Regions from separate parts of the Mus musculus genome. Here regions 2, 3, 4, 5 and 6 are each linked to region 1. A link is a contact called in public HiChIP or PLAC-seq and Micro-C data. All regions are on one chromosome and are shown on one strand. Each heading gives the region's core, a stretch centred on a gene start, on an enhancer-like site or on the middle of the called end of the contact. The rest is flanking DNA. Distances are from core to core; before and after follow the strand shown.

Evidence for each region. A called contact is a pair of places that touch in the nucleus more often than the background predicts. HiChIP or PLAC-seq counts read pairs in DNA pulled down with a chosen protein or histone mark.
Region 2: an H3K4me3 HiChIP or PLAC-seq map of neural tube shows a contact between it and region 1, with 5 times the contacts expected there. The contact joins the enhancer-like site here to the promoter of Axin2 in region 1. A contact is called at or near these places in 2 of 39 promoter capture datasets (embryonic stem cells and frontonasal cranial neural crest), 7 of 115 datasets of contacts at active chromatin or transcription factors (astrocytes, embryonic hindbrain, embryonic stem cells and 1 more) and 1 of 9 other capture datasets (embryonic stem cells).
Region 3: a FOXA1 HiChIP or PLAC-seq map of pancreatic cancer cells shows a contact between it and region 1. The contact joins the enhancer-like site here to the promoter of Axin2 in region 1. A contact is called at or near these places in 1 of 39 promoter capture datasets (hippocampal neurons), 3 of 484 Hi-C or Micro-C datasets (cerebellum, cerebral cortex and nephron progenitors), 17 of 115 datasets of contacts at active chromatin or transcription factors (astrocytes, craniofacial prominence, differentiating embryonic stem cells and 11 more) and 1 of 9 other capture datasets (embryonic stem cells).
Region 4: a contact with region 1 is called in an H3K27ac HiChIP or PLAC-seq map of stem cell-derived neural progenitor cells, with 4 times the contacts expected there. The contact joins the enhancer-like site here to the promoter of Axin2 in region 1. A contact is called at or near these places in 1 of 39 promoter capture datasets (hippocampal neurons), 4 of 115 datasets of contacts at active chromatin or transcription factors (astrocytes, embryonic forebrain, forebrain and 1 more) and 1 of 9 other capture datasets (embryonic stem cells).
Region 5: a contact with region 1 is called in a Micro-C map of embryonic stem cells, with 2.9 times the contacts expected there. The contact joins the promoter of Wipi1 here to the promoter of Axin2 in region 1. A contact is called at or near these places in 4 of 39 promoter capture datasets (embryonic stem cells, hippocampal neurons, pre-B cells and 1 more), 6 of 484 Hi-C or Micro-C datasets (CD8 T cells, the MNK3 cell line, the N1E-115 cell line and 1 more), 14 of 115 datasets of contacts at active chromatin or transcription factors (the SCID.adh cell line, T-cell acute lymphoblastic leukemia, astrocytes and 7 more) and 2 of 9 other capture datasets (adipose tissue and liver).
Region 6: a Micro-C map of embryonic stem cells shows a contact between it and region 1, with 3 times the contacts expected there. The contact joins the promoter of Prkca here to the promoter of Axin2 in region 1. A contact is called at or near these places in 3 of 39 promoter capture datasets (cranial neural crest, embryonic stem cells and hippocampal neurons), 3 of 484 Hi-C or Micro-C datasets (all in embryonic stem cells), 3 of 115 datasets of contacts at active chromatin or transcription factors (astrocytes, embryonic forebrain and pancreatic cancer cells) and 1 of 9 other capture datasets (liver).

The regions. Positions count from the first base shown.
Region 1 is chr11:108,918,536-108,922,345 of GRCm38.p6, forward strand. It overlaps Axin2 (axin 2), which reads left to right and starts at 1,814. Exons shown (of 11, transcript NM_015732.4): 1 at 1,814-2,026.
Region 2 is chr11:107,980,649-107,984,458 of GRCm38.p6, forward strand. It overlaps Prkca (protein kinase C, alpha), which reads right to left. Exons shown (of 17, transcript NM_011101.3): 10 at 3,237-3,410; 11 at 963-1,054. Among named protein-coding and RNA genes, the nearest start is that of Mir7223, 14 kb to the right of the region's middle. Within about 2 kb of position 1,708, at least 71 of the 459 cell types and tissues checked have an H3K27ac peak or open chromatin away from gene starts, as enhancers often do. A contact at or near this core is called in embryonic stem cells and neural tube, where this site is marked.
Region 3 is chr11:108,024,026-108,027,835 of GRCm38.p6, forward strand. The region is part of intron 5 of Prkca (protein kinase C, alpha); the gene reads right to left. Among named protein-coding and RNA genes, the nearest start is that of Mir7223, 29 kb to the left of the region's middle. Within about 2 kb of position 1,921, at least 53 of the 459 cell types and tissues checked have an H3K27ac peak or open chromatin away from gene starts, as enhancers often do. A contact at or near this core is called in astrocytes, pancreatic cancer cells and stem cell-derived neural progenitor cells, where this site is marked.
Region 4 is chr11:108,078,099-108,081,908 of GRCm38.p6, forward strand. All of the region lies in intron 3 of Prkca (protein kinase C, alpha), which reads right to left. Among named protein-coding and RNA genes, the nearest start is that of Gm51922, 33 kb to the right of the region's middle. Within about 2 kb of position 2,078, at least 10 of the 459 cell types and tissues checked have an H3K27ac peak or open chromatin away from gene starts, as enhancers often do. A contact at or near this core is called in stem cell-derived neural progenitor cells, where this site is marked.
Region 5 is chr11:109,609,768-109,613,577 of GRCm38.p6, forward strand. Wipi1 (WD repeat domain, phosphoinositide interacting 1) reads right to left here and starts at 1,622. Exons shown (of 13, transcript NM_145940.2): 1 at 1,466-1,622. The coding sequence starts at 1,545. Gm11685 (a long non-coding RNA gene) reads left to right here and starts at 3,420. Exons shown (of 3, transcript XR_880280.2): 1 at 3,420-3,810.
Region 6 is chr11:108,341,684-108,345,493 of GRCm38.p6, forward strand. Prkca (protein kinase C, alpha) reads right to left here and starts at 2,205. Exons shown (of 17, transcript NM_011101.3): 1 at 1,812-2,205. The coding sequence starts at 1,984.

The DNA of each region.
Region 1 (3,810 bases), core at 564-3,063:
GGTTTTTGCACTGTACTTGCTTCTATGGCAGTTCATGCCTCTCTCTACACTTCTGTTTCTGTGACAATACCTCTGTGGCCCAAGGACCCTCAGGAAACAGTTTTGCTGGGGTTGATGGAGGAGGTGGGCGGGTATGCCTTTGGTCTAGGATTCCATATACCATGTCAGAGCTGGAAGGCAGAGAGAATGGAGAGCCACCCAGTATCCTCACACCTGGTAGTTGTCTCAAGATACAGATGCATTATGGGAACACGCTTCCTCTGGTCTTCCCCGGAAGGACCACATTTCACAGCCGGGACTGCTGGCTTTAGAGAGGTCAGCTCTGGTTGCAAGGAAACCCAGGTACATTGACCATGGAGGAAGAGCAGGAGGATGAGACCCACCGGGCCTCCTTTCTAGGCTGTGGAATTTGAGGCCTAAGGTGTGTGAGCTCTCTGGCCCTTTGCTGCAGCCCGGGTTCTTTCTCCAGTAGAACATGGGGGACACTTTTCCCTCTTTGGACAGCCATGTTTCTTACCTGTTTCAAAGTCTCCAAAGCGGAATGTTCGCCCTCCCTTCAGAAGGCCAGGCCCTTGCTTCTCTCGGCTTTCCTCTCTTTGGATTACTTTGCCCTGGGCTCCGCTGTTGATATTTTGTTGCTGCTGTTGTGTTACTGCTTTGTCTCTGAGAGATTGAGCCTTAGGTAGCCCAGGCTGGCTTCCATTTTACTAAGTTGGTCTTGGAATTCTCATTCTATTGATTGGCTCTACCTTGGGGTGGCAGCCATGTGTCACCAACTCTGGCTTATGTGGTGCAGGGGTTGGGGCGGAACTGAGCGTTTGTGAAGTAAGAACTCTATCAGGCTACCTACTCACTTCCATTCCCCCCCCCCCCCCCCCCCCGCAAGTTTATCAGCTCATCCACGGGGAAATGCTCTACAACAACAGATGAATGAATAAGTGTTCTGAACTTATGGCATATTTTTTTAAGGCCCGTGCCTTATAAATATTTTGGGGAGAATGTGGAAAGGAATTCGAAGGTGACAGTGGGGTGAATTTTTAATACTTTAACACCGCGTATGTGTGGGAGGCATTCCACGGCTGTTTAATAAGTAACATATGGGATGGTGGCAGCCCTTTGGGAGAGTGTGGTGGGCACGGATTTGTTGGGGAAAGAGGTCCATGAGTGTGCAAGGAAGGTGCTGACTGATGTGTAAGGTTGCAATATTGGGGAACTGAGGTGCGCACCTTGATTCCACTGTGGAGACAAATTCACAACCGCCCATCTTCATCCAAACACAACTGTCCACAAACTATTTCTATATTAGTGCAAATAGATACTGGAGCACAAGTGCACACACACACACACACACACACACACACACACACACACACATACACACACATCATGCCTTCTGAGTCAGAGTACGCCCTAAGAATTGGCCAGCGGATCTAGCTCCTACCAGAAGGCTCTCCAAATTCCCAGGGAAATTTGAAAAAAGGTAGGAACGTGTTTGATTTGATGGAGGGGGGCGGGGGGGGGGCGGGTGCTTTATTGCAGTTCTTGCAATGGCCAGAGAGAAACTGGCATTCTAGAGCTGGAGAGCGCTAGGTAGGCAGGGGGAGGAGACATGAGCAGAGGCTGGAGAACTTGAAACATGAAATCAATCAGAACTCCGGCCGAGAACACCCCGGGGCCGCCAGCAGCCGGCGGGGGGCAGACGAGGGCCAAGGAAGGGTTAACGCGGGAGCTGAGTGTGCCACGGGGGCCGGGCCGGGGCGGGGCAGAGCGGGCGCGCGCTGTCCCTTTAAGGCGGGCGGCGCGCGGGCCGGCCGAGCGCCTCTGTGATTGGCGCGGCGGGATCACTGGCTCCCCGAGCCCGGCCCGGGGGAGTCGGCTGGAGCCGGCTGCGCTTTGATAAGGTCCTGGCAACTCAGTAACAGCCCAAGAACCGGGAAATAAAAATAAGCAGCCGTTCGCGATGGATTTCGGGGCCACCCGGAGGCCGAGGCGTCCGCCTCCCCAAAGGAGAGCTTTGCTGTAAAAGGTGGGGTCGGAGGCTCGGTCCCGTCGCAGCCGTTTCTAAGAAAGCTCCGTGCGGCCGGGGGCGGTTGGCAGCGGGGCGCGGGGCCGCGGGAGGGGGCGACCGGGAGCAGGCCGGGGTAGTAGAGGGGTGCGGATTGCACGGCCCCCCAAAAGGGGCGCTGGAGCGCGCTGGGCTGGCCCGGGTGCGGCTCGCATACCTCCCTTCCAGGACCGTGCGCTCGGCTCGCGCCTTTGAAGTGCACAGTTAAATCCACAGCGCAGTTTTTGTTGGAAGCGCCCGGAGGACATTTGGTGCGCCTAGTGACTGCTGGAAACAGGACCTGGGTTGAAAGCCGGCCGGGCGGGGGCCGGGGGCGGCCGCGGTGGGGGCGGAGGCCCACTCGGATCTTTTGCATAAAAGGGGCAGCGGGGCGCACGATCCCCCCCCCCAAAAAAAACCCGGCGCAGACCTCGGGATCGTTGTTTTCCGTGCACCCCCTCCTCCGCCTCCGCGAGACTCCTCATGTTCCCCACGCCCGGGCGGGCCCGGGGGGGCCCCGGGGCAGCCTCTGCGAGTCCAGCGGGGGACCCGGGCAGGGGCTCTGCCCGCGGCGCCTGCGAGGTCTCCGCAAGGAGTGCGCCAGCGGATCAATGGTGAGTGCCGAGGCCGCGGCGGTCCGGCGGCCGGCGCGCTTTGATGTGCGGGGCGGCGCTTTGAAGTTGGCAGGCCGGCTATTTCGGGGCGCGCTCCGGGCCCGCGCGGAGGGGAAGCGGCGGGCTCGGCGCCCAGCGCTCCGGGGGGTTTGGCCGGGCGGCCCTGCGCGCGGTGAGCTGGAGTCCCCTCCCCTGCGCGGGGTCCGGGGTGGCGGGGGGCCGGTCAGGGAGACTTCTCCAAGTGGCGTTGGGGACGGAGGCGGAGACGGGCAGCTCGCCCTCGGGGGTCGAGTCGCCGTGGGTGTGGATGAGTTGGGGTGTGCGTGTTCATGCGAGTGCTTTTGGAAGGTGGGATGAAAGGGTGGCGGCGCCCCCCGCTTGCCCTCCCCGCCCTTCCACCGCCCCCTCCCACTTCTTTCCCCACTAGTCTCCCCCTCCCATCCGCGGGTCCGCGCTTAGGTGCCGGGAGCGCTGGTGAAGGCTCAGTCTGAGGGTAGAACCGGCCAGAGCCCAGGGCGCTCCCGTCCCCCCGTTCCTCCTTGCCGCCCCTTTTGCGGAGAGGCCGAGACTCCGCGCGTCGCCATTTCTGGACTAGGCGGTTGCTTTCCGTGCCTTTTTCTGCGGGAACCTCTGCGAGGCTTGACACCAGGGAGTTACCCCCATCCGGGCTCCGGGGTCTCCGGCCTCGCTCCTGGTGGACGGCATACCGGGACTCTGGAGGCTTTCGTTTGCAGTTGGGCCGGGGAGGGACGGGACAGGAGGGGCTCAGAGGAGATGAGAGCCTGGCGGCCTTCATCTTCCAGGTAACGGCGCCTCGCCACCTTCTCTGCGCCCGGGTGCGCGGCACTGTCCGGCCCCACCACTTCGGGTTTGTGCCCAGCCTGGCGGCCTGAGCTCCGGGACTGGGGTGGGGTGCATCGACCCAGACCCGGGGTCTCGGGCAGCTGGCCTGGCGTCCCTCCCTGTACCCCGGCCCGCCCCTCCTTAGTTTGATCCTTCCCTGGCTAGGGAGAGAAGCTTGTTTATTGGTTAGATAAGACTTCTTTTCTTTTGGAGAAAGGACTGGCTTGGGATCAGTGTAGTTTGGGATTCTTGGCACAGGCAGTAGTAGCGTGAGAAGCCTTCTGATCCGGTTTTGTTGGGTTCGTGGCT
Region 2 (3,810 bases), core at 458-2,957, 940 kb before region 1:
CCGTGGATGGCTAACTCCTCAGGTTCCTGCCTGCTCTCTGCTCCTGCATTCCCACAAGGAAGGTGCAATCCCAGTGTGATGTTCGAGGACAAGCTTCCCTCCTCCTGGACAGTGTCCTCCCCCTGGCCTGTGATGTCACTTTAAAGAGGTTTTCCTTCTCTTGCACTTTGGCTTTTCCTCTTCCAGAATGTTCCTTGTAAATAAAGACCTACTTTCAGCTCAATTTTTTTCTTCCCTGCCGTGGTTCCCAGGGGTCCCCTTGCACCGGCCCCTTCCTTACTTTTCCTCTTGTCTCAGCCAGTAGGCTCTGTCAGAACTTCTGTGGGATCAAGCCCTTCTCTCTGCCATCCTCATAGGCTGCCCTCCCAGCAGGCTTTGCACTTCTTTGTCCAGCCTCCCCCACCACCTCATGTCACCTAAGCTGAAGGTCACCCCCTGGACTTGGCTCCATATCCTTTCCTTGGCAGGCACCTCTCATCTCTGGGTTGGGCATCCCCCAGTTTTGTGCTGCACCCACTCTCCGACTCTGGAGTGTTAGTGGTACCCTGTGTTGACCTGCACTGTTTCAGCAATGTGTCAGGACTGTTGGATGGCTTTTGCTAATGAGAGCATGGGCTGCCCAAGGGCCTCTCATCACTTTACACTCTTGCTGGATGAGCAGCAAGCAGGGAAGGCTTCCATCCATACGGGTGTTAGTAGGTGATGGGGAGGCAGGCGTCCGTATGTCCAGTCTGCTGAGACTAGAATCACTGGTCCTAAGACATACCTATTATGCACAGGTCCTGTTGGCTCAGCTGCTACTCTGGGAAGTTTCAGAGCTGAGACCCAAGTGAGCAGAGTTGCCCTTGGACATAGTATCTAGAAGGAGTTCTCAGTTGGGAGAATTAGGCTGTTTGAATTTCAAGACTCAAAATAAAAAAAAAAAAAAGAAAGAAAGAAAAATGTTAATAAAGATTACTCACACTGCTTGTGGCTCCTTAAATTTCCCGACTTGCTGAATGTGGTACATGAGGTCCCCGCCGTTGACGTATTCCATGACGAAGTACAGCCGGTCCTGGAGACCAAGGTTTACACGTGAGGAGGGTCCCTCCCCAGCAGAGCTTATCAGCTTTGCTTTCATATTAGCAAACACAGGGTGACCTTGACAGATCTGCTCTTCACTGAGTGGGGGATAATGTGCATCCGTACATCTGCAGGTGACGGACGCTGCTAACAGGTCAGCCTACTGGTAGTTATGCACCTCATTACAGTAAAGGCCTCAAACATTCTTTCCCTTCCCCCACACAGACTTCCCCGTACGGACAGTTCGTCTCTCAATCAGGGGTGATATGAAGACCCTATACGGGGCCTGTCATTCCATCTTAACCCCTGTTATCAATGGTGCGCATGCGTAAAAGATAGCCTGCGACTTCCAGGAGCTATGCTGGGCTAATGCAGTAAGGTGCGTAAATGGATGCTTCTGAAAACATATCTTTTGGGGTTATATTGAACTCATAAATTACGCACATGTAATGATATTTAGTGGGTGGAAGAGAGGGGTTCACCATAAAAGGAGATTTTAATCAATGTTCTTTTGCCTCCAGAATGTGCTCAAATATTGCCTTTTTCTAAATATTTTCTGTCACTGGTATGCTAAGAGCTGGCCCCACGGAGAGCATATATCATGGAGCCAAGTAAGTCTGCATAGTTATGAGGCCATTATGCTGGGACAGATGGGGACATTATGCCAGGCAGTTTAATGGGAGGACAACCAGCAGCACAACAGAGCATGGTAAGAGCTGACCTCTGCTAGAGTCTAGAAAGCAACCCCCCTTACACACCGGGGCTATTAAACATTCAAGTGTAGCTCCAGGAGGGAGAGATGACGGAGCTGGTGTCAACAGCCCCGAAGTGGCTATGGGAACCCCCGGCTCTGGATTCAATTCCTTCTTCGCAGTTTCTTCGCAGTTTTCCAGAGCTGCACGGGTGCCCGTGGGCTCACAGAACAGGGCTGAGATTGTGTTCTCCCTCCTAACCTTCCCACCAGTTCTCTCTGGAGCTCTGAGAGGGCTGGAGCCGACTGCATGACCAGTGCAAGGCTGACACACAGCGGCCGCTGCCAACATTGCATGCTTGGCGCACGCCGAGTCCACAAAAATCCCCCATTTTGAGACTCCAAGCTTCTCAAGGCATCTTGTTCCCCAAGATTTTAAAAGGAGAGGCCTAAGCACGGATCATTTTTCCATCACAGGGAAGTTTTACATGAGACGGTGACTGTAACACTAGCTGTCAGGGGAGTGAGATCTGACAGCGGCTGCTTGGAGAGTGGGGCTTGGAGGTGGGGAACCCCTCAGCTCATCGCTGCATCTTAGAATGCATGTCAGTGTGGGGAGACCAGGAAGCCCCACAGCTGGTGTCTTTGTAGTTTGAACATTTCTTTTACATTTTACTTTGCGCCTAAGGTCAGCAGAACTTTTTCCTGTAAACGGTCAGATTGTAGGGGCAAGGTTTGTGTGTTTCTTACAACTCCTCACAGCCTTCACAGTCGGGAAGCTGCTGTGGGTGACAGGAAAGTGGAGGGGTGTAGCTTTGTCCTTAGAATGTTAAATTTTGAATTTCATATGCGAGGAAATATTATAATCTGGGCTTATTTCTTGTGACCTTTCTCACAGCTCTCGGGCTGCTGGACAGGTCACAGCTTGCTCCTCCTGCTGTGTCATTATACAGAGACAGCTCCTCAGAAAACAAAGTGTCCTGGCACACCAATGCTGGGCGTGGCAGCAGCAGGATGGGGGAGGGGGTTGTCTGTAAAAGGCAGGGCTGGCTAGCTATGGTGGCACACACCTTTAATCACAGCATGTGGGAGGCAGAGGCTGGCAGATCTCTGAGTTCAAGGCCAGCCTGGTTTGCTTAAAAAGAGAAGGCAGGGCTGTGAATCCACAACTGCTTTGCGAAAGTCTTAGCCCAGGGCCTACAGGAAGAAGACCTCTCACGTACAGCCACTTGGAGGACCTTAATGGACACCCAGATCCTCCCACGTGCAGGCCCCTTATTTAAAGTGGTTTGGTATTTGTATTTATTCCATGCCCACGTGCCCACCAACACCAATCATCTCTAGACTATTTATTTCTAACATAATGTAACCACTGCTGTAATGAAAGCTGAACAGTGTGAGTTTGTTCCCAAAGGAAACGGGATTAAAGTCCCGAGTGTCTCGAGACCATGATGTAGTGTTAGACAGGAATGACAGTCCTCACCACTGTCTGGAAGCAGGAGTGCAGCTGTGTCAGAAATGGCGGCTTGTCCAGCAGGGCCAGCACGCGCTTCTCCACCATGGTGCACTCCACGTCGTCGTCCTGGATCACCACGTCCTTCTTCAGGATCTTGATGGCGTACAGTTCCTCCGTTCCCTTCCTGTCAGCAAGCATCACCTGGGGGAGTGGGGGTGGGGACAGAAGGAGAGAAGGCTCAACACTGGTGGGCAGACATCTGGTACAGGGAGTGGGGGCGGAGGTTGTGGGGAACAGTGTCGGGAGACAGTTTGGCAACAGCTGGTGCAGGTCTGTGAGTGACTCGTGAAAAAATGCTAACACATTCTGCTGTGGTTTCATCCTGGGTGGCATCCCCTTAAGTCTGCATGGAGAAGCTTTGCTCCTTGGTGTGACAAGGGTTGGGGAGTGGGAGGCCCTGTAGGAGCCGAGGTCTGCTCTGGCTTCATTTCTGATGCTTTGATGAAATATGCTTGACAAAGAAATAACTTGAGGGATAAGGGATTCATTTCAGCCATCAATTCCAGGTTACAGTTCATCAGTGCAGAGAAGTCAAGGCGGG
Region 3 (3,810 bases), core at 671-3,170, 890 kb before region 1:
CACATCCTCTTCCCCCCCCCCCCCACCACAACCTTTTTTAATCCTGAAGGTTCTGGGGGATTGAATTCAGGTCTTCATGCTTGCATGCTGTCACCCCAGCTCATTCTGTGTCTCCTTAAATCACAAATGTCTTAATATTTTTTTTTTCGAGACAGGGTTTCTCTGTGTAGCCCTGGCTGTCCTGGAACTCACTTTGTAGACCAGGCTGGCCTCGAACTCAGAAATCCACCTGCCTCTGCCTACAAATGTCTTAATATAAATTTATATTCTCTATGGCATTTGAAGACACTCTTAGGCCCTAGCGGAAAGATATCTGTAGACTTCACAGACCAACTCTCTCAGGACAGTGACAGCTGACTTCTCTCTTCACATTGGGACACTGCAGATTGTCATCCCTGTAGAACACGTTATCCTCCCAGGCTGGTCTCCCTCTGCCTGGCAGATGGGAAGAGTCTTACACTATGATCTGAACGCTTGTGATTCCCCACCCAATTAATATGCTCTAATTTCTAGTCCCCAGGTGAAGGTACTAAGAGGTAGAGTCCAGAGAGGTGATTAGGTCAGGAGAATGGGCCCCTCATGGATGAGATTTGTGCCCGTATAAAGTAGGTTTTAGGGAGCTTGCTAGCTTTTCCCACCGTGTGAGGACCCAATGAGAAGGCATTATTTCAGGATCAGGAAATGGGTTCCCCATGGGTACAGCAGCTGCCAGTTTCTTGAACTTGATCTTCCCAGCCTGAGTCCCACATTCCTGTTGTCTATCAGCTACAGTACCATGTGACAGAGGCCTGAGTGGAGCAAAGCCACCAGGGAGTTGAGAGTGACCTAGACAGTGTGGAACAAGAACCTGCTGGGGCTTGATATTGGGTAAGAACTGCAAATGAGGGTGCTGGTCCAGGGTGGTCACGTCATATTCTCCTTAGTGTGAATGTGAGTCCTCCATGAACTGGCACCCAAGAGCAGTCAACTCTGTCCAGATAGAGGCAAGTGATTCTTTCTTCAAGCAAGTGACAAGGTAGAGTTGACACTCTGTAGAGGAATGCATTGGACTGTGTGATGTGAGGCAGGAAGAGATGACATCCTCCTCTCGGGAGCAGGGTACCACTGAGAGATTTCTCATCAACACTCCAGTGGCACTTGGACTCTGTGTCTAGAGGTCTGATCTTGAAACTAATAATAGTCTAATAGCCAGAGTATCCCACCATTCACTTCAACAAATACTTTTTATTTGCTTTTTATTTTTATTTTGTGTTTTTTTTGAGACATAAGCTTGCTACATAGCCTAGGCTGGCCTTGAACCCGCCATCGTCATACTCTGCCTTCCCATGGCTAGGTTTACAAGCAGGTACAAACACATCATGCTGTAGTCTTCAGCATGCTCCATCCTCTGATTTACCAAGCCAATAGTGGTATAACTTCAGAGCCGACACTGGTTTCAACTGACTGGTTAAGGAAGTCAAATATCTTATTCCACTCAACCTGTCACATGCAGGACTGACACATGATTCCCAAAGACTCACGGGTTACTCTCCTCTCGACTGTTTTGAACACCTACCACCGAGCATAGCAGCATGGGGAAGTTATCTGCCACACACACGGGTCTCCATACAACCTTTGCCCTGTGATTCTGGGTTCATGCTGTCCCATCCCTGGGCACACCCTATCTGGAACACAACCCTGTTCTCTGGCTTTCCAGCCTCCTGCTAGCCCTGTCTATCAGATCTCCACAGGCTGACAGAAACACGGGGACAGGGACAAAACACTTCCTCCCCAGGCATCTCCCCAGGGTCAACACAGGGCAAGGCAAAAGCCACGCAGGCCAGATTCTTGGATTCTGACAGGAGCTGGAGTGGGCAAGGCCTTTCGAGGCTCTCACTTTGAGCTGCAGTTCACAGAGTGTCCATTTGGAGGGACTCCAACACAAGGGAAAAACCAAACAGGCCTTTTTCCAAGGAGACTCAATTCAGGCCAAAAGGAGCCAAGTGCTTTCCCAGAAGACATCAAATGATTTGAAGAGTCTCAGAGTGCTCAAAGACTAAGGGACATAAAATGTATTGTTAGTTTTCAGGAAGAAAATATGCCATGCAGGGCCATTTGCTCCACATTTCTAGGGCAACCATTACACATGGAGCTTTGCTGGGTTTCACCCAATGAGATGCAAAGGCATCTTCAGCAAAGAACAATTGTAGATGAGGCATCAACAAATGAGACGTGGGTCACTTGGAGGGTCTTGGCTGTCTGGCTTGCTGCATTTGCTCTAATCACACTGCACCAAGCTTGCGGATGCTGTCTGTGGTCACGAGCACGGACTCTGATTTGATCTCATTTGTGCTAATAAACAATGACTCACAAATTCTATGATCTTAGTTTCCTTATGGCCAGAGTCAAGGGCAAGAAGAGCGAGCAACACTGAGAATATACCCACCTTGTGTGACCACAAACCTGAATTCAAGGACTTAAGAAGTACATTGTTTAAAAACACATTCACTGAATGTTCTGCTGTCTAAACCCACTACTTTGTCACAAGGGTGGCTTTCTGCCCCAGTAAATCCAGTGTCCCCAAATGGTGAGTCAGCAACTACTCAATCAAAGTCAGCTAAAGAATTTAATGAGCGTGGTATGCACAGTCAGTTCATGCTCCCTCCTTCCTTCCCTCCCTCCCCCTCTCTCTTCCCCTCCCTCCCTCTCTCTCTTCCCCTCCCTCCCCCTCTCTTCCCCTCCCCCCCTCTCTCTCTTCCCCTCTCTTCTCCTTTCGTCCTACTCTGTCTCCTTTCTTCAACTTTGAGACATAGTCTTACTGTATAGCCCTGTTTCCCTTTTAATATAGCCTCCTCTTGCATACACTAAGTACTCCAATAACACGTATGTTATCTGCTAATATTCTATAATTCCAAAGTAGATGACTGTGAAAAATATTTGCTAGTTGTGGGAGACAGATAAGATCTGCATATAAACATAGGGAGGCATTGATTTTAAGAAATAATTACTTCTCATTGTAGGGACAATGCATAGTCATCATAAAATAATTTAAATGCACAAAGTATAAAGGCAAAGATTAAAGGCAATTGCACTTCCACCAAAACAGAGGATTGATGCTGACATACTGTTATGCTGATTGACAATTGCTCTCCTGTAAAGACATCTATAGTATAATATTGATTGTTTGATTATAATGTTGGGGATAAAGCCCAGGGTCTTGTATATGCTAGGTAAGCACATTATCATTGAGCCATATCTCTAGCCTGTAATATTTATTTTTATAGAATTCACATAACTTTATGGTAGTTAAAAATTCCTTCTTAATAAAAGTTACCAAAGTAATTTTTAAAAAGCATTTTTTAATGCCCAGCATTCTATTTTGTAGCAAAGACTTTAAAATAAGTTCAGTTTGTACATTTACATGGTTTAAAAATTCCTCATCTTTGTATATAACAACTGATTGTCTTCATACATAAATTTCTGCTTTTCTTCTTGGGCTGCATTCTTAGAAGGAGAGTAAAAGATATAAAAACCCTTGCCAAACTGCTCCCCCCAAAGTTGTATCAAAGTCCTACCAAAAATCATATTAAAGATAAAGTGAGAAAAATAAAGAGTAACATTGTAAGTTTGATTTTTTTTTTTTTTGAGGCTTAACAGTCTTTATAGCTATTGGGCCATGTGAATTTCTTTTTCTCTGACTTAATTCTCAATTCCTTTAGGGTAGTAAACAGGTTTCTTACTGGCTAGAGGGAATGTTTGGATGCACATGACAGTGGTCCTTCTCCCTGTTTGCCACGCTCTGTGTTTAGATTTAATTCCGTAGGCTTCTAG
Region 4 (3,810 bases), core at 828-3,327, 840 kb before region 1:
ACAAAGAATGTATTTGAGCACAGAGATTAAGTATAGTTTGCAGGTCCCTAGAGAAGAAAGAATTGCATTTTAAAATGCTCCAATAGTTAAAACTGTGTTGTTGAGTAGTTTCTAAGGGACATACTGAAAGACAGCACACCAGAATTCCAGATCTTTTAGTGTTCCTAAGAACATGCCAACAACGAAACACCCATTCATTCTTTTGAACTGGTTCTGCTGGGTCCTGAACTTCCAAGAGATAATTGGCCTGGACAGCTCAATGAACCCAGCAGGGAGCCCCTCTCTTCTGGAATGAACATGAAGGTCAAGGTGAGTCTTCCCTCCAGAATGGTCGTTTCTTCCACAGACAGGCTGGTGGTGGTTAACGCTGATAGGAGCTGATGCTGTGGACACTAGCACTAAGTCATTGAAAGAGCGGCCAAACTCATGCTGATGATGGATAAAGCCTTATTTTTACCCTCTTGCCAGAGGTCAACTTCATCATGGTACTTCAGAGCTGAGTTATTTTCAGATGTTCCATGATAAAATGTGTTCCGAGCCTCAAGGCTATTTTGTTAGCTGAAAGATAGATCTATTCCCTCTCACAAAACATGCACCAAGTGATTAAGGAAAGGATGGGGCGGAAATTGCAGGTCCTCAGAGACAGCATCGTGCATACATTTCCTGAGGCCCTCTGACAGTGAGCCATCTGAACAGCAGTCCTCAGTTTGACTTCTTAGAACCACACCATTTGGAGCTAGGGAGGTGGCTGGGGCAGGGGGAGGGGTTTTCTACACAAGCATGAGGACCTAAGTTCGGATCCCCAGGCCCACTTAGTAGGCAGGCACAGTGGTATGCTTCTATAACCTCCTGTGCTGGGGGACTGGAGACAGGAGGATTGCTGGGGCTTCTGGTCTAGCCAAAACAGAGCACTTTGGGCTCAGTAAAGGGAGTGATAGAGGAAGATGCTCAATGTTGACCACTGGCCTCCAGCTGTTATATGCCCTTGTGTGTGTGCACATGCACACGTGCACACACACACACACACACACACACACACACACACCACATATACACTTACATAGACACATGCATAGACCACATATTCTCTCTCTCTGTATCTCTCTCTGTGTATCTCTCTCTGTCTCTCTGTGTATCTCTCTGTCTCTCTCTCTCACACACACATAACACACACACACACACCACACACACACACACAATTAAAAAAAGAAGAAACAATCCCACCACACCATTTTTAGCCTTCATAGCAGATACTGCTGGTCCTTTAATTAAAAGATGGTCCTCTTGCTTTTCCTGTTAAGAATATTTGTAGGAATAACAACAGGTCCAGCTGGCAAAACATACTTCCCAGATTCTCTTATAGCTTCAGATGGCCACAAAACATAGCTTTGGCCAACCAAATGCCAACACAAAGCCATAAGGCACTTACAGAAAGTTAATTATCCAGTTACTGGCTCTACCTTGCTCGCTTCCCTTCTATGCCTGACTGGAGGCGAAGCGGCCATTTTCTGACCAAAGATAACCCTGCTTCCTCTTTTTAAATGGATTTTTGTGGCAAATAAAAGGGATATTTCATAATCTCAAGAAAACAGGCACCAGTTTTCCAATGAGCGTCAGGGCAGCAGTGTGGATCTTACCCATCTTGTTAGCCTTAACTGTTAGAAGGAAGAGAAGTGGATGGCTTATTGCTGTTCAGGTAGCAGGGTGACATGGAACACTGAGGAATGGCTGCATGTAGAAAGCCTGAGGGTCGATCTCCACAGAACAAGTGCTTATGGGTCTGTGGTATCTTTGACTTCATTCTGGCCACTGAGTACCAAACACTAGCATCATATTCAATCTCTTGCATTACTGGACTGCAGAGAGAGCTCAAAAGAGAGCTGTCCTCTGGATCTTCCCCAGACTTGTAATCCCGCCTCTTCTCCTCACCCCCTCAGAGGCTTAGAAGAGACAATAATGAACCTCTTCAAACATCTGCTAGTGGGTTTTTGGCCTTGAGACATTAAGTGGGGGAGAGACAAGGGATTGGTTTCAACATACTTGAGCTTTGCCAAGAGCCTAGTCTCTGAGGAGTTTGCAGGACACTGCCATCCCTCATGGCTCTCACTTCATGGATGGAGATAATGATATTCATTTGAGGGGCATGTTATGCCCTTCTGTTGCATATACAAATCAGCCTTAATGGATATTTTTTTACAACTTCCCACAGGGAAAATAGGCCATGTGAAAATGCCAGGCATCCAACTGTCACTTCCTACCATGGACAAAAAAGACAAAAAAGACAAAAAAAAATCAACAGCCCTGCTTAGAGAGAGCCAGTGATTGCACTCACTGCTAAAAGCGCCTAATGCTTTTGTCTGACACTTGGCTTTGGGGCTTCTCAGTTCGACAGGCACTTGGAACCCATGATGCCTGCCAGGATCTCAGGCCAATCTGGTATAGTTTGTTTGGCCGGATGAAGGAGAGAGAGCGAGGAGAGACTCCACTCTGCTACTTTTTGTAAGCAGGGCTTGGGTCCCATAATGTAACTGTTCAGGGGACTCTGAAGGGTGATGAGTTCTGCCTTTCTGCTCAATAACTTCCTGACCTGAGGCCCTACAGTAACTGAGGTTATAAGAGCTGATTTCCAGGACGGCAGATTTTTTTTTTCTTTTCATTTCTCTTCCTTTCTCATTCATGACCGAAGGGCCTGTGGTAGTTGGGGTTAATAACCCAATGGGAGTAATCCTGTGGATTAGCCACCCCTTAACCAGTTTCCTAGGGAAAATCTGAAGGTCTTAGGAATGAGTAGGAGAACTAAGAAGAGGGATGCTGGATGGATAGATGGGCAAATGGACAGATGGATAGATGGACAGGTAGACAGATGGATAGATGGACAGGTAGACAGATGGATAGATGGACAGGTAGACAGATGGATAGATGGACAGATGGATAGATTGGCAGATAGACGGATGGACAGATGGGCAGATGGATAGATGGGCAGATGGATAGATGGGCAGATGGACAGATAGACAGATGGACAGATGGATAGATGGGCAGGTAGACAGATGGATAGATGGGCAGATGGACAGATGGATAGATGGACAGGTAGACAGATGGATAGATGGACAGATGGATAGATGGACAGATGGATAGATGGACAGATGGATGAGTAAAAGGAAGGAGCAGGAGGCAGAAATGTTTACGCCTGAGGAAGATGGGCACAGTCACTTTACTTGCATCTCTCTTAGATATTCAGCAAAACTCTGTGCACCAGCCTAACAGCAGAATGCAGGCATGGCAATCAGAAGGGAACACCTCTCGGATACAGCATCACCTCAGCCATCAATTATTTTATTACATGCCATGAGGAATGTTCCAAATACTCCACTTTCTTGTGACTTGATGATTGCTGGTTGTCTCTGAGGACACTGGAGCTTTCTCAAAGTATCCCTGGTAGTAAAGGTTTTTGTTTGTTTCTTTCTTTGTTTTGCTTTGCTTTTTACTTTTTTGGTTTGTTTTGTCCTTTCAAGACAGGGTTTCTCTGTATAGCTCTAGCCATCCTGGAACTCACTCTGAAGATAAGGTTGGCCTTGAACTCAGAGATTTGCTTGCTTCTTCCTCCTGTGTGCCAGATTATAAGCAGCTGGTATTGAAGATTTTAAGTCACGAGCTTAAAATTACAATGAGAAGTCATAATAGGCTCCTAATATTCTTTGCATATATGTGGAGAAATAAATGTAGAAATTAAATATACAAAAAATGAATGAATGCATGAATGAATGCACACATGAATTAAGGGATATATAATTAATAGAGGCAATCTCAACA
Region 5 (3,810 bases), core at 372-2,871, 690 kb after region 1:
ACTTGTCTGGCATGTATAGGGTACCCTGAGTTCCATCATCAGCACTATACAAACAGAGTGTGATGGTACTTCTTGTAATGTCAGTATTCCAGAACGTGAGCCAGGAGGATGAAACTTTGACATTCATCCTCCTCTACTAGGGAACTTGAGGCTGTCCGGATTACATGAGACAACGTTAAAACCAAGCAAGAACAAAATCCCAAGAAAATGCCACAAGGTACCCCACTTAATAGTTTGTGCATATTACATATCTATGGCTATGGGGAGATGTTGTAAGATGTACTTTTTTATTGTGGGTTGTGGTCAGAGGCAGCCTGAGAGTCACTCATGTAGCCAAGCTGTCGAATTACTGGATTATATGATTACACACACAGATTTTTCAAACAAAGACATATTGTTCAGAGCAGGGGTTTTTCAAACAGAAACACAAAGGGAATGAAAACCAGGGCTGCTTATGGCCTTAATTACACCAACGAATGAATGTTCAATATTAGCACAGTTCAGCTAGCAGCAGCCAAGGCACAAGCCTGAAGCTGAGCCCAAACCAGGAACAGAGCAGAAACTGGTACAGCCGGAAGTGGGACACTGGGAAGTGGTCATCCCTGCCCTGATGCTTCAGGGCTCCACATTCCAAAGAGATTAATCCATATGGTCCCCAGGCTGGCTTGCACAAAAACAGGGAAGAAAACAGTAGCTTGTGTCTTAAGATTCAATCCTGCAGATGCCTAGAACTCAGGCAAGCAATCCCTTGTTTATGGACCAAAGTCTAAACGTTGACCATCATAGTGAAACATTAAAAAGCCACTTAAAAGCAACAGGGTGGAGCGCCTGCTTCAGGGATGGGAAGCTGTCTGGGGCAGAGAAAGGGCTCCTGAGCTTCCAGGAGATTCCTGGGACTGGGTGGACAGCGAGTAAACACAGAAAGGCAAATAAAGAAAAGCTTCCTACGGCCAAAGAGACCAGCCAAGATGCCCAGTGCTGGGGCTGGTCGGGCCACAGGGATAGACTGACTGTTTGTCCGAGGCCCTGCCCAAATGCCACGTTGAGATACTCAAGGACAAATGGTAAAGTTTTTCTTCATCTTTCCGACTCTCTGCATCCTCCCTCTTGAGTCAAGTTGCACATTCCTCCCTTCCCTCACCTTTGTTTTGGTCCCTGATCTCCCTTTCGGTCACTAGGTGGCCCACACCAAGTCCCTCCCCCACATTCAAGGTCCCCCCTCCGCCCTCCTTGCTGACTTGTTTGGGTCACCCTAGCCGGCTCTTTCTGGCAGGCGCTGGCTGGCAGTCGTCTGGGTGGGCTCAAACCCCTACAGCCGAGCAACGCCGCGACACAGGCTGCCCTGCCGAGGTACCATCGGCGCGCAGGCCCCGGCTAGCCACCAGTTGCGTTACAGGACAACACCCTTTGGTGGCGACATTCTGTCCCCCACTTCCCTGGCCAGGGGGCTGGCGCCGTGGCTTACGTGCAGTCTTGGTTGAAAGAGAAGCAGCTGAGCGCCGCCTCCACTCGGCCCGGAGGGGCATCTGCGGCTTCGGCCTCCATCGGGGGCTCGACCCGAGAAGCCGCAGCTCTGAGCGGGGGACAGCCACCTCAGCAGCCCGCCCGCGCCGGCTCCGTGGGCCGGCTTGCCGCGTCGGTCCCGCCCCGGGCTCGCCTCCAGACAGACCCCGCCCACTCAGATACCACTTAGCTCCGCCCCTCCATCGTAAGACCCCGCCCTTACACGATTCCCATTTAGCTCCGCCCCACTCCAAACCCCCGCCCCTCCTTCAGAGAATCGGCTGGGTCCTAAAACAGCCAGGCCACGCCCCTGCCTCAAGTACCGCCCCTCTCGGCTCTAGCCCTGCCTGGGACCTTCAGGACCCGCCCTACACATTTCCCACTTAGCCTCGCCCTCTCCACTTCGGGCACCTAGCCCCACCCCCTCACAGCCCTAGCTCCGCCCTGAGCCAACCAGGCCCCGCCCCGAGCCTCCTTCTACCTAGCTTGGTAGCCCCGCCCCCTCTCCAGGCCGTCTCTGTCCCCACCCCGCCTCTTTATCACTGGGAACAGAACTGCTGACCGAACAGAGCCTTCCGCAGACAGCCAGGATTGGCCACCAACTCTTTTAGTCAATCAATAGGGCTAGTGGGCGGGACAGCTGTTGACGACCCGCCCCCTAGTCGGAGAAACCGTTTGCCATTGGCCGAAGGTGCGCGAGGCAAAGGCAGCAGGCCACGTGGTGGTGTTTTCATTGCCAGAGCGTCCAGAGGGTGAGGAGGAGGAGTGGAGCTTCAGGCTTCAAGCCTGCCTTAGCGTCGGAGACAACGCCAAGGAGGCGGGCGGACGCCTGCTTCCTTGCCCGCCCGCTAAGCTTACAGCAGTTGTAGTTGAAATCAGTAGACATCAAAGTCCAGCCGTTTTGGAGAGCCCTTAAGCTTCTCGGAAAAAGATCCCCAGCCGATTAAGAAGCCACATACAGCCCCACAGTTGAGAAAGAGCTCTTGCTAACCCCGACCCTTACATTAACAATATTACCTTGGTATGTTCCTACCCGATTTACTGAAAACCCGGTTAAAGCACTGGCTAGACTATATTATCTAAAACCAACAATACACAGCGGCATGTGAAAGGGTCTTCTTTCAGGACTTGTTATCATACAACTTTGCTCAGCAGTATTTGACCAGACATTCGATTTGTATAGAAAGGAGAGAAACTAGAATACTGTACAAGACAGTACAGCTTGAAGCTCATGTCGTTTGAGATGCATTCTGAAGCAAACTGGAGATTTGCTTCCCAAGCTTGTATACAATTGGTTGTGAGGTGCCTGGTGTGGGTTCTGGGGAACAGAATTCCGCTCATCAGTAAAAACACTGCTGAGCCATCTCTACAGCCTCTGAAATCTTCATCATCGCCATTATTATTACTATGATGATAATGGTGTCACAGTTCTGTAGATTGTGGCAATTCGGTTCATATCCAGCCACCTTGTTTATTATTTATTTATTTTGGATACATTGTCTCAAGCTATAGTCCACCGATCCTCAAGCACTTGGTAACTGATCCTCCTTCCTTGGCTTCCCAGGTCATAGGATCATGGGGTGAACCATCATACTCAGCCATGTTTCCCCAATTCCTGATGAAATGATACATAACATGTACGGATGTTTAGAATGGATGAACAAGAGAGCCTGTTTTGCATAAACTTTTCTTATTGGTTGGTTCTCCTGTTTGGGTTTTCCCAGATAAAATGTAACAGTTTACTTTCTCAAGTCCAATGCTCTGTCGACTCACAGATCTGGCCCGGATGATTGCTATAATCCAACCCCAGAGTAAAGAATTGCTGTTTGGATGTTTTGGTCATCTTAACAAGCTTTTCAGTCCTAGCTGCATCTCCCCCTCCCACCTCCCAGCTCAGCTCAATGCTGCCATCTTTTCGGTTTGGTTGAAAGAGGAAAGAGCCTGGCAGTCTAGGCGCTAAGCTTTTGGAAGTATTAGATGAAGTGCACACTATGGTTTTAAAGTGGGGCCTATTATCAGTTTGTTAATTAAGCAGTTGGACTTTGGGGAGGCAGCGATGGGAGCTGGGCTTAGTCTTTGCCTAGGAGTGTGTCATGATAAAAGCAGTGTCATGGGCAGATAAACTTGGCCAGTGTCTGCAGATCAAATTAGAAGGCTTAGAAGTCTTTAGGGAACTAAGATGACATTCTGGGAGTGATGGAACAAGAGAACGGGCTAATGTGATGATACCAAGATCAGAAATGTTAGGACAGATGCAAGAGGTGTTTGGAGGCAGCAGTGCCCAGCGATAAAAATAAAGATCACACA
Region 6 (3,810 bases), core at 955-3,454, 580 kb before region 1:
GGCCATCCAACTGACTGCTTTCAGATTAAATGAGGCTCTTGTGCTTGTGTGGAGCTATTCAGAGCAGGAGGGAAAGGGAACCTTTCTCTTCACATCGCAGTGAAGCCGGTACCCTGAGGATCTCATCAGTTGGCCTGAGACTGGGTCTCTGGGCAGTGAGAGTGGAGACTGATTAGTGAGCTTGGTAAAAATGTACGTCGTTTTTCTAATGTATCTACTTCCTGTAGAAGTAATTATCACTCTGTCCCTTTTGACTAGAATCTCGCGGTTAACATGGGAGGCTGCAACCTGCCAAATGCAATATCCTCCCTTACCCCGGTGCTAGAGACTCATCTTAAGGAGCCTTATCTACCGTCACCCACTCCTTGAGCTTGATTGCTTCAGATGCTAACTACTCTATGGAGACTGTAAAGTGGTTGTGTTGTTCACCAAGGTGCCATGCTGAATGATTTCTTAAAAGAAAGGAAAAATCGGGCATCTTATTGGCACACTGATGGTGGGGTCCCCTTTTAATTCTCTTCTCTGGGTGGCCTGGATTCAGCACCATCTGTCCTATAGCCACTAGGATACCCCATTATGTATAAGGCTGACTGCTTGGTGTCTAGGTGCGCTTCGCCCCTTGCAGCTCCCTGCCCAGGAGGGAGCTAAGGAGCCCTGGCCATAGTTCTTGCTTCTAAGGTACTTCTTACTCCAAACACATGGACAAAAGAGTCAGGGTATCCCCAGGAAAAGCTGACACTTGGTGTTCAAAGTCGTGGGAGGGGGACGATTTCTAAGATATGATGGGGGTGGGGGGGACTGACATTTTGTAAATCTGATGAAAGCTGTAATTCTCTCACAAAAAAAATTTAAAAAGAAAAACATAAATCTGCATAAATCCAATTTTACCTAATTTCACAGGCTCCAGAGAGATAGATCCCTGAACCCTTCTTTTTATCAAGCCCCTCAGTTGCCAACGCTTGGCGTTCAGTGGAAATCACCTGAGCGCGGACACCTTTAGCCATTACAGTATTTTTCTTAAATAAGCCCTCTGTCCTCATCAACTGGGTTACAGGTTTAATCTCCTGTTGACAGGGTCTATTTTAAATGACTCCCTCTGCCCTCTGCCATTTGCCTGCCGGGTTAGCCCTCCTCCCCCACGGCAAGCTTTCAACAGTTTGCTGCCTTCCATCTCTCTCCCTCCCCTCTCTCCCCACTCTGGGCTCGGCCAGAAAAGTCAAAGTCTCCGTGCCCAGTAGAAACAGCCTACAGTAGGCAGGGACCCAAGGTTCCAGCGGAGTCCCAGCCCGACGCGAGGCACAAACACTCCCCGGAACGCGCCCAGCCTGGCTCGCCAGCAACTTGGAGCGGCGCGCCGCGGCTCCCCGCTACTCCCGGGCGTGTTTCTTGCGCGTCCTGGGGCCACTTTGACTCCAGCAATCTCTCTTTCCTGTCCCTTCGCTCCCATCAGGCCCATTGACCGCTCCGCTTGGTGACAGGGAAGACCTGTGCGCCCTAGGAGAGGCGAGGGGACCTTCCCCCTCATCCGAGTCACCCCGTGCAGAGCCAAGCGTCCCTTCAGGGCACCAGGGCATGCGTGGCAGCGCCGGGCCACTTTCCAGGGAGTGTCCCGCGTGGGTGCGCGCCTGTCACTCCTGGCGAGAGTTCGGACTCCGGCCAGGCACTCTAAGTTCTCGGAGGAGTCCTGGCCCTGAGAGTAAGGACGCGCCGGGGCTCAGAGACGTCCCCGAGCTTAAGTCCCGGGGACAAGCAGACCTGAGCCCCGGGGCAAAGGTGGCTCTTGGGTCCCCAGGGCTGCCGCGCGCACCTACCAGATGAAGTCGGTGCAGTGGCTGCAGAAGGTGGGTTGCTTGAAGAAGCGGGCGATGAATTTGTGGTCTTTCACCTCATGCACGTTCTTCTGCCTCAGCGCCCCTTTGCGGGCGAAGCGGTTGGCCACGTCCTGAGACGCCGTGGAGTCGTTGGCCGGGTAAACGTCAGCCATGGTTCCCCCCAACCACCTCTTGCCTCCGCCGGGGAGCAGCAGCCGGGGAGGGCCGGGGTGGGCGGGGGCGGCGGCCGAGGTGGCGGTGCTGATGAGGTGCGGTGGTGGCGGCGGTGGCCCGGGAGAGCCGGGCGGGCGCTGCGCTACTCGGAGCTGGGAGCCGAGCCGCTCTCTCTGGCTCTCTCCGGCTCTCTGGCTCGCTGGCTGGCCCCACGCTCACTGACAGCCCGGCGCCCGGCGCTCGCGCTTCCTACTCGCGGCGGCAAGAGGCGGCCCGGAGCGGCGCCGCCCACTGCGCATGCCCGGAGAGCTAGCGTGTGTATGTGTGCACGCGCGCGCGCGGCCTGGAGTAGGAGCGCGCGGGACGGGGACGCGCGCCGGGCGAGCCTTGGGCCTCTGCGCTCCGCTGCACAGAGCTGGACACGCAGACTGGGGGGCCCCTGTGAGCCCCGCCAACTGCCGAGGGCGGCGGTCGGGGAGAGGCCCTGGAGATGCCCAGCCCAGGAAGAAGCCGGGAGGGGCGGGTCCTTCTCCTCCGCCGCCCGCTTCTTTTTCCTCCCTTTTCCTCTGCTTCCTCCTCCCTCTTTTTTCTCCTCCTCTCCTTCCGCTCGTGGTGCCGGGCCTCCTCCTCTCCCCACCTTCCTCCACCCACTCACGCTTCTCTGCTCATGCTTTCCTCTTTCTGGGATGGAAGTTGTGCCCCGAAGGAACCCGGCACGGAGCGCTCCCCACCCCCACCCCCATGCCACCTTAGCAGGTACAGAGGTAGCTCCTTGTCTAGCTACCTGGACCCACAGGCATTTGGGGGTGGGGGGTTTGCTGGCTTTTTATCAGCCTCTTTCCCGTTTAACCTTTCACCTGACCAAAATGTCATTCTAGTCGTTTATGCCACTAAAATGCCCAAACCCTAACCCTCGCTCAGTTCCGAGTCGGTAAAAGGGAGCGGTTTTGAATAACTGATTGCCGGCTCTCTTACATCCCTTCGATCTTTGACCTGCAGTTCACCTGCTTATTATATAGATTTGTATGACAGTCGTAATAACCCGGTAAGATGCCAAAGGGCTTGCCCTGGTTTGTGATGTTATTCGTTGGCTATCAGAGCTGTGGTGCCCGAAGATGATCGGGCTCTCTTGATTTTACATGTCCAGAACCTTAACTTAGAAATCATTTTGCATCCTAAGCTAATTGCTGAAATACTGGCAGGTGTAGAGTTCAGCCAGAACATTTGTAAATTACCAAGTAAAACTGCTTGTGAAGGGGTAGCTGGAATGGATATGTATGCAAAGGGCGCACTTGGGGCTGGGCTGTCCGAGCGCCTGCTGAATATTTATTAGGTCTGCCTGGAGGATTCTAAACCTGGGACAGAGCAACCCTCTACCAACAAGAAGTTCATTGTCCCAATCGGCCTAGGGTGGTCCCAAACTCGAGGTAATACTCCTGTCACAGCTCCTGAGTGCTGGAATTACAGAGATGAGCCATCGCATCAGCTTCGTTTATTGTAGAATACAAATCCATTAAGACAATGTGCATACTTGAACTTGGACATGGTAACACCAGCCAGTGATCCCAAGAGGATCAGGAATGTAAGATCTCAAGTGCAGACTTTAAAAGAGGGAAATCGCCTGAAATACTAGCTCACAGCATATCCCATAAGCCACGAAGGACTATCCTTTTCCAAGATTGCCTAATTGTGACTCTTGACGAAAAGATAGCTTTTACATTTAAACAAGTGCAGGCAACTGAATAGCCATCAGTAGACCAGGCTCTTCACTGACCCATTTACAATCTGGTGAGCAAGTGTCTTAGGGTTACTACTGCTGTGATGA